Linked DNA regions of Hordeum vulgare: region 1 is linked to region 2. Evidence: chromatin contacts called from public Hi-C data. All regions are on one chromosome and are shown on one strand. The core of a region is the stretch at or near the end of the contact, and the rest is flanking DNA. Distances in the headings are between cores, read along the strand shown.

The links. A called contact is a pair of places that touch in the nucleus more often than the background predicts.
Region 1: a contact with region 2 is called in a Hi-C map of seedling, with 5 times the contacts expected there. The contact joins the promoter of LOC123424661 here to the promoter of LOC123424653 in region 2. A contact is called at or near these places in 1 of 6 Hi-C or Micro-C datasets (seedling) and 1 of 1 datasets of contacts at active chromatin or transcription factors (embryo).

The regions. Positions count from the first base shown.
Region 1 is chr1H:71,540,511-71,546,235 of MorexV3_pseudomolecules_assembly, forward strand. LOC123424661 reads right to left here and starts at 2,728. Exons shown (of 8, transcript XM_045108318.1): 1 at 2,525-2,728; 2 at 2,279-2,417; 3 at 1,406-1,593; 4 at 1,154-1,325. The coding sequence starts at 2,612.
Region 2 is chr1H:70,891,703-70,897,222 of MorexV3_pseudomolecules_assembly, forward strand. It overlaps LOC123424653 (general transcription and DNA repair factor IIH helicase subunit XPD), which reads right to left and starts at 1,653. Exons shown (of 11, transcript XM_045108305.1): 1 at 725-1,653; 2 at 519-601; 3 at 17-420. The coding sequence starts at 1,548.

The sequences.
Region 1 (5,725 bases), core at 1,478-3,977, 650 kb after region 2:
GTACTAGCTACTACTTGCTAGTTGCTACAACATGGTGTACGCTACCTGTTGCTAGCTGCTTCCTGCTACTACTACTCTGTTGTTTTGGCCTCTTTGTCATCTTCCGCTGCCATTGCATCTAGTTTACTATGCGCTTTCTAGTTTTCTTTGCTTTCCGCTGCGTCCACCAAATCCGTTGATGTTTCGTGTTATCATGCCATGCGAGTCCACCATACCTTTGTCCGTCGGCCTTTTCTCCGGCCCTGATCCTTTCTATACAACTTTTGTGCCCTACTTGCCTTTGTTGTTTTCTATAGGATTTTCTGGACTTCTTTTGCATTGTCGATCTACGTCCATCGTGCCTTATCCGCGAGCTTCTTTCACCGACGGTTGTCGTGGACTATGATTTTCTGCGTAATGCTTTATTCTCTTGATGTGCCATCTTCTTTAGACAACCCATCTTCTCTTGATACTTATCTTGTATCTTCAAGTGATGCGGTGTCTACCTCTGATGTGCCATCTCTTCGTTCTCTCCTTCGGCGACTCGACAAGTTTTGAAGACTCTTCATGCTACGACGACACTCTCAAGACGTGGATTTGGATTATCATTGTTTTTTAGTATTACACTTCTTCAAATGCAATGCTATTGCATACGCTTTGCATTTGAGGGGGGGGGGGGGGGGGGGGGGGTTAGGAAGTATTAATATTAGTCTAGGAGTCCTCATTAGTCTATTAGTATTAGTCTAGGAGTCCTTATTAGTCTATGTTTACTTTCCTTGCACCTCAAGTCTTGTGTAATATATATATGCCCCTTGGGCCTTCAATAAACATAAGTTGCTTTCCTAACAAGTACATGCAGGGAACACTTGGAACACTTCTTCATGTGTTCCCCTTAACATACTACAATATATTTTGACGTCAAATTCTATAGAAATTTCGAATGAAAAAATGTTGACAAACACAGATTTGTTGACTTACACAAACATCTACTTGATCATGTATCTTTTGGTGTGAAGAATTAAAAGCCATAGATTACTCATCCACACAATTACAAGTGTTACACTTCTTTTTGCGAAAAAGTTACAAGACAGTGTATATTTTCTCCTAAATGAAAATCCTAATGCACAGAACACCAACAAGACAGTATATAATTGGATTAAGGGTCACCTCTTACCACGTCACCATCTCCCCATGGCTAATTCCCTTCGTCATCCAACGTTGCAGGATTTTGAAATCCTTTTCTGGATTTCTGGACAAGCTCCTTGTATCACAAATACATATACCGTTTGAATTTCTTGGGATTTTGTACTCCCGAACAAAACTTGTACCATTTGATTTGGAATTATCTAGCAATATAAACAGCAGTAGGAAAATGAACTGCAATCACACATATCGAAACACTGCGCCCAAAATTGATAAGACTTACAGGAAACTTGTGCGCGCTCTGGTGCAAAAGGATCGTCATCTTTGTCAAAGACCCGTGTAATTCGGTTCACAAGTGCACTTTTCCCAGCACCTCTAGGCCCCACCAACAACAATGTGGTGGTATCAGGCACCGAATAGTCCCCACCTTTTGTGTCGCCAACTCCTTCAATCCAGCATCCAGGCTTATACCTGCTCATAGGTTGAAATTACTGAACGGACATGCTGACCTCTCTATGTTCTTTACCATGAGATTTTTAGACTAGCTTTGCTACTTCCGCGTCATGTCATGAAAAATATATTATATATTATTTCTCCTTTTTTTCTACATAACCGCGTCATGTCACTCAAACCAAAGAACTCACTGGAGTAGATACATAATACATAGCGAAGCTGTATTGCATTTGGAAATACACCAGAAATAACACCAAACTAGTTTTTTAAGACAGGTATGAACCATTCCAACTTATGGGCTTGTGAAACGTAATTCCATAAATTGAGGATCGAAATGGTACCCTGATTTTAAGAGGAAAAATTAGTCTAAACAAACTCAGGAGTGGGACTGAAATGTTGCTGTCCCATAACGCATACTTCAGTGATGATCATGTGTAAAGCAAATACACATGAACATTGGCTCATTCCAAAACCAGAGACATGACACTCTTTTTCAGCATCCCTTTTAGAGAATCATGCGTGTGGCGCGTCAAATTACATGTTCTAGCAGTAGCACTCGGTATTTTCAAACAAAATAGTAGCATCTTAACACACAGACTGGGACCTATTTTCAATAACCACAAACCCTTGAGTGTAGATGTAAATATCACAGGAGACAGGAGCAGAGCACAAGAGATAAACAAATTAGAAGGGTTATTACTACCTCCTGATGAGGTCTTTCGCCTCCCGCAGCGACCGGTGCTGAAACTGGCTGCCATCGAGAAGGGCCGCCACCTCGGGGTCGTCGCAGATGCAGCACCCTTCGGAGTCGCCGTCAGAGACCGGCACATAATCGGCAAACCCTGTCGCCACATAATTAACCAGTCCATGCGCAAACCGGTCAAGAACAGAACCGATCGTACTACCAGATGGAAATTGGGACCAATCGATTACTAGCAGAGAGAATCACCTCGTCCTCGTGGGAGGGGCTCCGATGAAGACGAAGAAGGGGAGGCGGGGATGCTGGTGGGGCTGAGGTCACCGCTGCCGCCACCCATGGATTTCTGGCGGAGGTCGCGCGATTTGGGGTTTCGGCGGGTTTGGGGGTGGAGAAGAGGAGAATAAGGAGGAGATGGCGGGGACAGAGTAAAGCGGTCACCGCGTAAGTATTCCGATCGTGATATTTTGACGATGGGGTACGTCAATTTCATAAAGAGTTGTCCTGTTACGACTTGAGTATAAAAAAATATTTGATTTAAAAACCATCAAACATCAGAATGTAAATGATGCTGAATTTAAAGTAATACTCCGTCACTAAATATAAGTCTTTTTAAAGATTCCATTAAAATACAACATACAGAGTATATACAGACATAATTTAAAATATAGATTCATTTGTTTTGCTTCGTATGTAGTTCCCTCGTGAAATCTCTTAAAAAACTTATATTTAAAATAGATGAAATATAAAATCATATTTAAAAGCAAATTTGTCAGTAAACATGAATTTGTGTTTCATGCTAATAAGCTATGGATTCCAACTAACTTTGCTTATCTTTTGTTACGTTACGCATATGGGTACCTCACCTATCCTCGCGTCCTGCATTAGTCCACAAATCAAATTAAGATTTATCATCTCACATTCTTTTTAAAGATTTATCAAAATCCTAAAACTTTTCTTATCTTTCACGCAACTCCCTTGTCGCTTCCCTATCTGCTAGGCATGTATCATCAATGACAATCGTTAAGCAATACCCTATGTGAACCTTCTTCGCCGATGGGATCCACTCAACACAATGCTACACATATGTCGCTTTCTCCCATCGCCGATGCACGTGAGCAAGGTCTAACAATGACCATTGACTAGGGCCATATGTGCGCGTAGGCGTGGACTAGGGCCGAATACGCCCATTGAGGTGTTGCCCTCTCCTCGATGCATTAACTTGAGGGTCCACTATATTTCTCTCACCTAGCGATGGTGGCGGTTGAAAGACGAGCGCTGGCATGGGTTGAACGGTGGAAGATCCCCTCTCTTCGAGGCCCCTATCATTTCTTTCTTCTTGCATTGCCTCCATTGCACATTGGCGACCATCACTCCATCATTTATCCCTCTTTGATCCTTGATTGCTTGCTGCTCTTGTGATGGATGGCATGGAAATCCAACTCAGTATTCCAATTCCCTTGATTCTTTTTCTTGTGGCAAGGTAAAGATACACTTTTTCATGCTCGTATTTATTAAATTTATTTGCTAGAATCCTCATGGATTATAATTTGACATTAAAGTGCATTTTAGCACAGAGACCTCTCATCATCTGGTGTTTGTTGTTGTTGCCCAGCCCATACACTCTCTCCTACTCTGAGTAAATTTGAAGTCAATTGTCTTATTTTTGAACTCTAAAATTTCAAACCCTTGGCAAATGTCAATATTATGTCCAATTTATAAAAAATAATGATGCTTTGATATAGATTGCCAATGAACGTCATTGTGTGTCTACTAAGTTCCAACTAAGAAAGTTCAATTTGCTTTTTTACATGGGTAAGGCTGAGTAGCTGCAAAAGAGTAATTATTTATTGAAACAACTTTGGTTTTATCTTGATACTATTGTCAGCTATCATTAATGTGCAAGATTAACGACACCTTGATGCGCAAAAAGATCCACTAGAATATGATTGGTGTGAGGTATATCTCGGACACAATTGATCTTGAACCACTAGAATAGGCATGTCCGTGTTGCAATGAACGAACAATTAGCTAGTTATGATAATGGAAAATAGAAAGCCAGAGTAAGAGCTCAGAGCACCCATTGACAAAATGGCTCAAATTTAATCCAATAGGAGTTTAGCTGTGTCTTAAGTCCAATCTATCCAAATGTGTCAAATAAGTGGAATTAATGGACACATAGTTGCAAATTGTGGTGAGAATCCATATGTTGAGTCCTCGACATCATGAGTGATCTATGCTCAAGGAACAGAAACATTTTCACAAAGCTACAATCATGGTGGAGAAAAGAAATCCTTATCCTATAAAAGTGATCAGTGTGTAGTCCTCTCCGTCGAGCGCTTTTGCATTTGGGTCCAAGGACCACCTTCCAAATAGAGGCAGCAAAATTCTTAACCAAAATTCATCTTCAGCTATGGACAACATAATGAAAATGCAAATGAAACTTCTACACAAGATGAATGTTCACATGAGACGTGTAAAAGATTGACGCAAAGCAAGTCACATCAAAGGTTGAATGTATGTGTGTTGCTCATTCGGTAAATGGATGTGAAGCAAAGTTACCATCCAAGTAGAAATAAATTCAAAATTACTTTGTGGAAAAATTACAACTAGACGATGAATAGTTTTGGAACCCATCTTGCCATCTCCAAGTGCAAAAACTTGTGTACCACCTCCACTTAGACATGAGATTCCTAATGGTGAAGAAGGAACATCAACTTCAATGCATGTACACGATAAAATTAATTTGTCCCCGGAAATAGCGAGGACAAGAAGTAGCGCTAATGCCAAATAGCATTGTTGGGCTCCTTAGTGTAGGAGTCTGCAGTACACAACAATTTTTTTCCTCAATGAGAAATGGTGTATCAATTTGTTGTGGTACAGGTATTGTACAACAATTTAATATTCTACAACATAAATAAAACTTCATTTGTGTCCCCAACAATACTAACAAGGACGTCAACCTTGCTAGTCTTGCTATATAATATGGTGCATAATATTCTGTAATCTCGAAATTGAACAAAAGTAAATATAAAAGTGTGTGTAAAAGTTGTTGGAAGGTGATTTTTAGACTAAAAACTAGAGCAGGGTTCATAAGTTCACCAAATGCATCTCTCCAACATATAAAAGCGTGGTAAGTAATATAATTGTCAGAGTATGTTCTCGCAGATCGTTCAGTAGGGTGTCCCAACGAGGTGAGTAGATCGAAGGGGAAACATGAGACCAAATTTATCCATGTTCACGCCCTCTTTATGAGGTAAAATAATACGCATGCTCGTTTTGTATACCGTGATAGGGGTGTACAAAGTACATGCAATAACAAAGAGATTTTGACTCACAATCTTCTCCCTATCGACTAGCTCGGCCCTGACTTATATAAGATACCAGGGACCTTAGGGTCACATGAACATAGTCAGCTACGTCGGTGGAGAAGAGTCCTCCATGGTCTTGACT
Region 2 (5,520 bases), core at 403-2,902:
AGAGTGGGTTAGATACCTGAATCACAGGATCACGAATTTCCGGCATTCTATCATCATAGGGTTCAATTATGATTGAAAAACCGCGTGAATAAGTTCCAATCAATGTGGCAAAGTCACAAATGGTCTGGATGTGCATGAATTCATCCGTGTCGGTTATCTCCAATGTAAGCAATAGAGAATGTAAGCGGTCATAACAAAACCTCAACATTCTCTGGTCAATTCCAGCCTGGGAATGGATTGAAGCAACAAAGGAAACAGGCATTTCATTCTCAACATTCTCTGTTTCAAGCCGCCCATCTAAGAATTTCACTAGTCTCTTCAAGACAGCAAGAAAATGTTCAGCCTTCCTGATATTTCCAGGTACAGCCTCCTTCAGAATGTCATCAGGCAAGGATGGATTCGCAAGCCAAGCATCAGATACTGCATCACAAGAAACACATTATTGTAAACTGTCCCCGGTAAGACCACATAATCAACAATGTAAAAATCAGATAGTGAGGAGGAATAAAGATACTCACTTGGCAGATTTCCCCTCTGTGCCAATCCATCCACCAGTCTATTGTATTCAGCACGAAGCCTATTGGCATCGGTGGCCTTGAACCTTCCTACCAAATAAATTAGTTAGTGAGCAACCTTTACATATCCATGTAAACTTTTGATGATTCTAAAGGAAACATCCACAATCCTGAAAGGAGCAAGTATTTACTTCTTCGATGCTCAGTACCTATCAATCTCTTGCGAGATGCGCCTCAAGTTTCGCTCGGCACCATCCAGTGTCTGCTTGCGAACGCTGACGCTCAGCGCCTCAATGCAGACGTTATCGATGTTGTGCGCCTCATCAAACACGACCACGCACTCCTTCTGCATCTCCCGGGACACAATGCTGGCCACCTTTGGGTCGAGCAGGTACTGGTAGCTGTAGACCACCACATTGGCGTACTTGACCATCTGCCTGGCGAGGAAGTAGGGGCATATCCGACGCTCACGGCCGAGCGAACGGAGGTCGGCGAGAGTGTAGACCCCAGGGGGCATGAAAGAAGAGAGGTCGCCGGCGGCCGCGGCCCGGTCGAATGACTCGAAGAATTCGCAGAGAGGGGTCGACTCCGGGTCGGAGGCCGCCTTGTCGCGGACCCAGGACGCCGTCAGGCGGCGGCAGGCTGTGTCGACGGAATCGCGGGCGGCGGAGGCGGAGGCCTGGGGGTGGACGCAGAGGTTCTTGCGGGAGGAGAGTCCGAGCGCGAGGAGGGAGCGCGAGGCCTCGGGCGGGAGGTGGGAGAAGAGGAGGCGGAGCTCGGCGAGGGTCTTCTCCATCTCGTGGACGGTGCGGGTGCAGTAGATGAGCCGGAGCGGGCGGGAGGGGTTGGCGAGGGAGTAAGAGGTGATGAGGGAGATGAGCGCCGCCGTCTTGCCGGTGCCCGTCGGCATCTCCAGCAGCGCGTGGCCGCGCGCGTCCAGGGCTCGCTTGAGCTCGCCCATGTACGCGTGCTGTTCCGGGTAGATCGCCGCGTACGGGAAGTGCACCGTCAGGCCTTCAAGATCGAACTTCATCGTGGTGGCTAGGAGGATGGAAGCCGCGGGACTGGGAGTCGCCGGAGCCGGAGCCGGAGCCGCCGCCACCGCCGGGAGTAAAGCTCGGGAGGTGTTCGGTGGAATTCCGCAAGGCGGAGGAGGGGATGCCTCGACCTAAGAAGGCCTGCTGGCGCGTCTGGACTGGGCCGATAACCGCCTATAATCCGAGAGCTCCTATTTCTCGCCGCTGCGTGACATAGGTCCATCTAACTCCCTCTCTCTCTCCGAATCAACTACTTAGCGAGCACTTTCTCACAAGCATTTCAACGATCACTTTCACGCGTCGTCACTTGGCACGTTCCCAGTTACCGTCACGTGTGACGTTCTGAGTGTTTTCTTTGGATTTTATTTTTTTATTGTTTTGCATGCTTTTTTGCTTCTTTTGAGTGTTTTTTTTTCTGATTTTTTTTGTTGTTCCGGTTTTTCATCGGTCTTTTGTAATTTTTGGACTAGAAGAACATTCGCGAAAAAACCGTTTTTCTTCTTTTACGTGAAAAAACATATTTCCTGTTTTTTTTTGCGAGAGGCACGGTTTTGCCTTCGCGAGGGGGCCTCTCGAAAAGGAAAAAGCGCGTTTTTTCTTTTTTTTTTGTGATAGACATGGTTTTGCCTTCGCGAGAGACACGTCCGTGCCTCTCGGAAAGGGGGAAACGCGTTTCTTTGGCAAGAGGCACGATTTTACTTTCGCGAAAGGCACGGTCTTGCCTTCGCGAGAGGCACATCCGTGCCTTTCGGAAAGGGAAAAAATATGTTTTTATTTTTATTTTCTTTTTGCGAGAGGCATGGTTTTGCTTCCGTGAAAGGCACGGTTTTGCCTTCGCGAGAAGCACGCCCGTGCCACTTTCGAAAGGAAAAAAACGTGTTTTGTGCTCTCTTTTTTTCTCGCGAGAGACACGGTTTTGCCTTCACGAGAGGCACGTCCCTGACTTTCGGAAAGGGAAAAAACGTGATTTCTTTTTTTTATCCATCGCGAAAGGCATGGTTTTATCGTCCGTTTTTTTTCCGGGTTTTTTTCATGAAAAAAAAAAGATAGCCAAAACCTATCAATATGAGATTCTAGTTTTGAAGATCTCGACGCGAGAAAGCCAACGGTGAAAACGGTTCCATATTTGGACGCACAGATTATTAGAAGATAAAACGTTTTGAAAATACAGATCTACGGAAAAAGGGAAAACTCTCAGGTTGCGACAAGTGGCACGCTATGCAGTGCGTCACTTGTCGCAATGTGTGAAGGAGAGAATAATCGTTGAAAGTGTACTCGTTGACTAGTGATTTCGTAAAATTCTCTGCTTTATGTTACAAGTGTGTATAAGTTTTCTTTGAGTTTTGTTTTTTCTTTTTCTTTGTTTTCTTCGAATTTCACCTGCTTTCATTGTTCTCTTACTTCTTGGTTTTTTTCTCCTTTCTTTCAACACATGTCAACATCTTTCATACACATCATACATTTTTCGCATGCATCAGGATCTTTTAAGCGTTTAACATTTTTTAAATACATATTTAATATTACTAGGCATATGCCCAGGCGTTGTCAGAGGGACCAAATACTTTTCTACACAATAATAAGACTATATCGGACAAATCTTGATGCAAAGCAAAGGAAAAAGTCCAAAACAAACTCAATTATAGACAAAAGCTAAATCAAATCCTAACCTTTGAATCCGGAAATTGACACTCTGAACTTGTAATCTCGGTCTATTTTAGACCATAGACTTGTTTGACACGCTGGGAATACTATAACCGACCGGAATTACCTGCTACTCTCACGTACGAGAATTTGGATTGATCCACTTTACAACATCAGGAATTCGTGAAGTTTAGAATTTTTTTTGCGCATTTCTAAAATTATCCAGAAATTTAAAAAATGTTCTTTTTTCTATTCTTGGCACAAATTCAATTATTTTTTGTTTTTTAAAATATGTTTGGAATTTGAAATTCTATTCGCATTTTTTAAAAACTATCTGTTATATACAAAAAAAATCATATTTGTCAAAAAACATCAGAATTCCAACAGTTTTTCAGATGCTACGAAAAATGATAAGGACTTTCCAAAATTGTGTAATATTTTACAAATAATGTTTTAGCAAATTCTTAAATTGTTTGTGTTTTGAAAAACACTGAAGCAACGAACTTCGAACTTATTTTTTGGGAAAAAATATTGAAAATGTAAACAATTTCAGAATGTCCGAACATTTTATAAAGAGTGGTAACTTTTTAAAAATTCTGAATACTTTAAAAAACAATTAGTTTTTGACAAACAATCAATTTCTAATAAGCAAACACTTTATGAAACATTTTTTTTGAAATCAGATTTTTTCTAAAGAGCAAACACTTTGTGTAAACTTTAAAAATGGGAACAAAGTTTAAAACCTCAACAAGTGTGTCATACCCTTGAAAGAATATATGTGACTTGTGTTTTGAAAAAGTTTATATAATGTTAAAATGTGTAACAATGTAAAAATAGACGTGAGGCGCTGATGCACGCATGTTTGTTCGGCCTGCCCATAAATCCCCCTATCTGGCGCTTCTAACAATGTAAAAATAGACGTGATGCACGCACGCACGTTTGCTGTAGGCGAGCGCAAACTGCAGATCGCATTAAGCAACGCATATCTGGCGCTTCTGGCACCGCCAATAGAGATGGTGCTCGCAACGCTTGCTCGTGGCCTTCAACACAAATAATAGTCTGTCGGTCGATCCTTCCTCACCTGGTAGTTTTTTACAGCTTTATTTCTCTGTTGGTAGTCTGCTCGCTCATTCAGGAAAAAATGGGTACCTTTTTATGTATATATAAAAATCACATTTTTTTAAGAATGCTGATTTATTTATAAAAATGTTAAATTTGAAAAACAATGTTCACATATGGAAAAATGTGATAAATTTTAAAAATGGCCTGAATTAGGAAAAATGTTATGGATTCTAAAGTGTTCACCGACTTAATAAAATTCATGGATAAAAAATGGTCTAGAATTTGGAAACAAGTCTGCAAATTTTAGAAACGTTGGGAAATTTTTAAAATGTAAATAGATATGAAAATGATATCAAAATTTTAAACATCAGGGATTTGAATAAAAGTTCAATGATTTGAGCAAAAATGTTCACAAATCTGGAACGCAAAATCCAAAAATGTTCCCAAATTCAGTAAAAGTTCAAAATTTTAAAAAAATCATAAATTTGATGAAATCAAAAAAATGAATTTGAAAAAGAAGGAAATTGGTAAGGAATACTAAAAATAAGAAAAAAAATAAAAGGGACCAAACCTGAGTGAAAATTGAGTAGAGGAGTCAGAGAAAAGGAGAAAGAAAAAAATGGTCAAAAAATTCTAGAAGCTTCACAAAATCTGGTGGAAGTAGCTTTTACATGGGATGGACCGTTCACCACAAGTACTCTAGTGAGGGGTGTTTTTGCTGAAGGAAGCATCATCATGTATTATGCGCTGCCGGTGTTGGTGCCGGGGCCGTGGCATGGGAGGTTTATTTCCATGAAGGTAGTTGGGGAGGACAAAACTTAAACATTAAATTGTATGCACATAGAAAATAATGGAAGACAAATTACAATATAAGTTTGCTATAACCTAATTTGAGGAAACAATAAGTAATAGGTTATGAGCAAGAACAATTGAAATATAAAAATTATCCTTGCAGTTCCCAAGAAAGCCAACAAAGTTTATTTGCAAGGTAAAAAGGTGTAGACCAGAATAGGCTATGACAGTTGGAATAATATGTCCTATGACAACAAAGATATGGAATAAAGAGCCATTGAAATTGCGATGCGAAGAACCATCAGATGAAATTGCGATCCACCATAACAGGAAGATGATGAGAGTTTCGTAATTTGGCTTGACTGTTACTACTTAAATTTGTAATTGCCTTTGTTTCTTCCTGGATTACCAACGCAAGTCTAGTTTATACAGAGAGACTAATAATTCCGGATTATGCGTTGTGGCGGATAGAT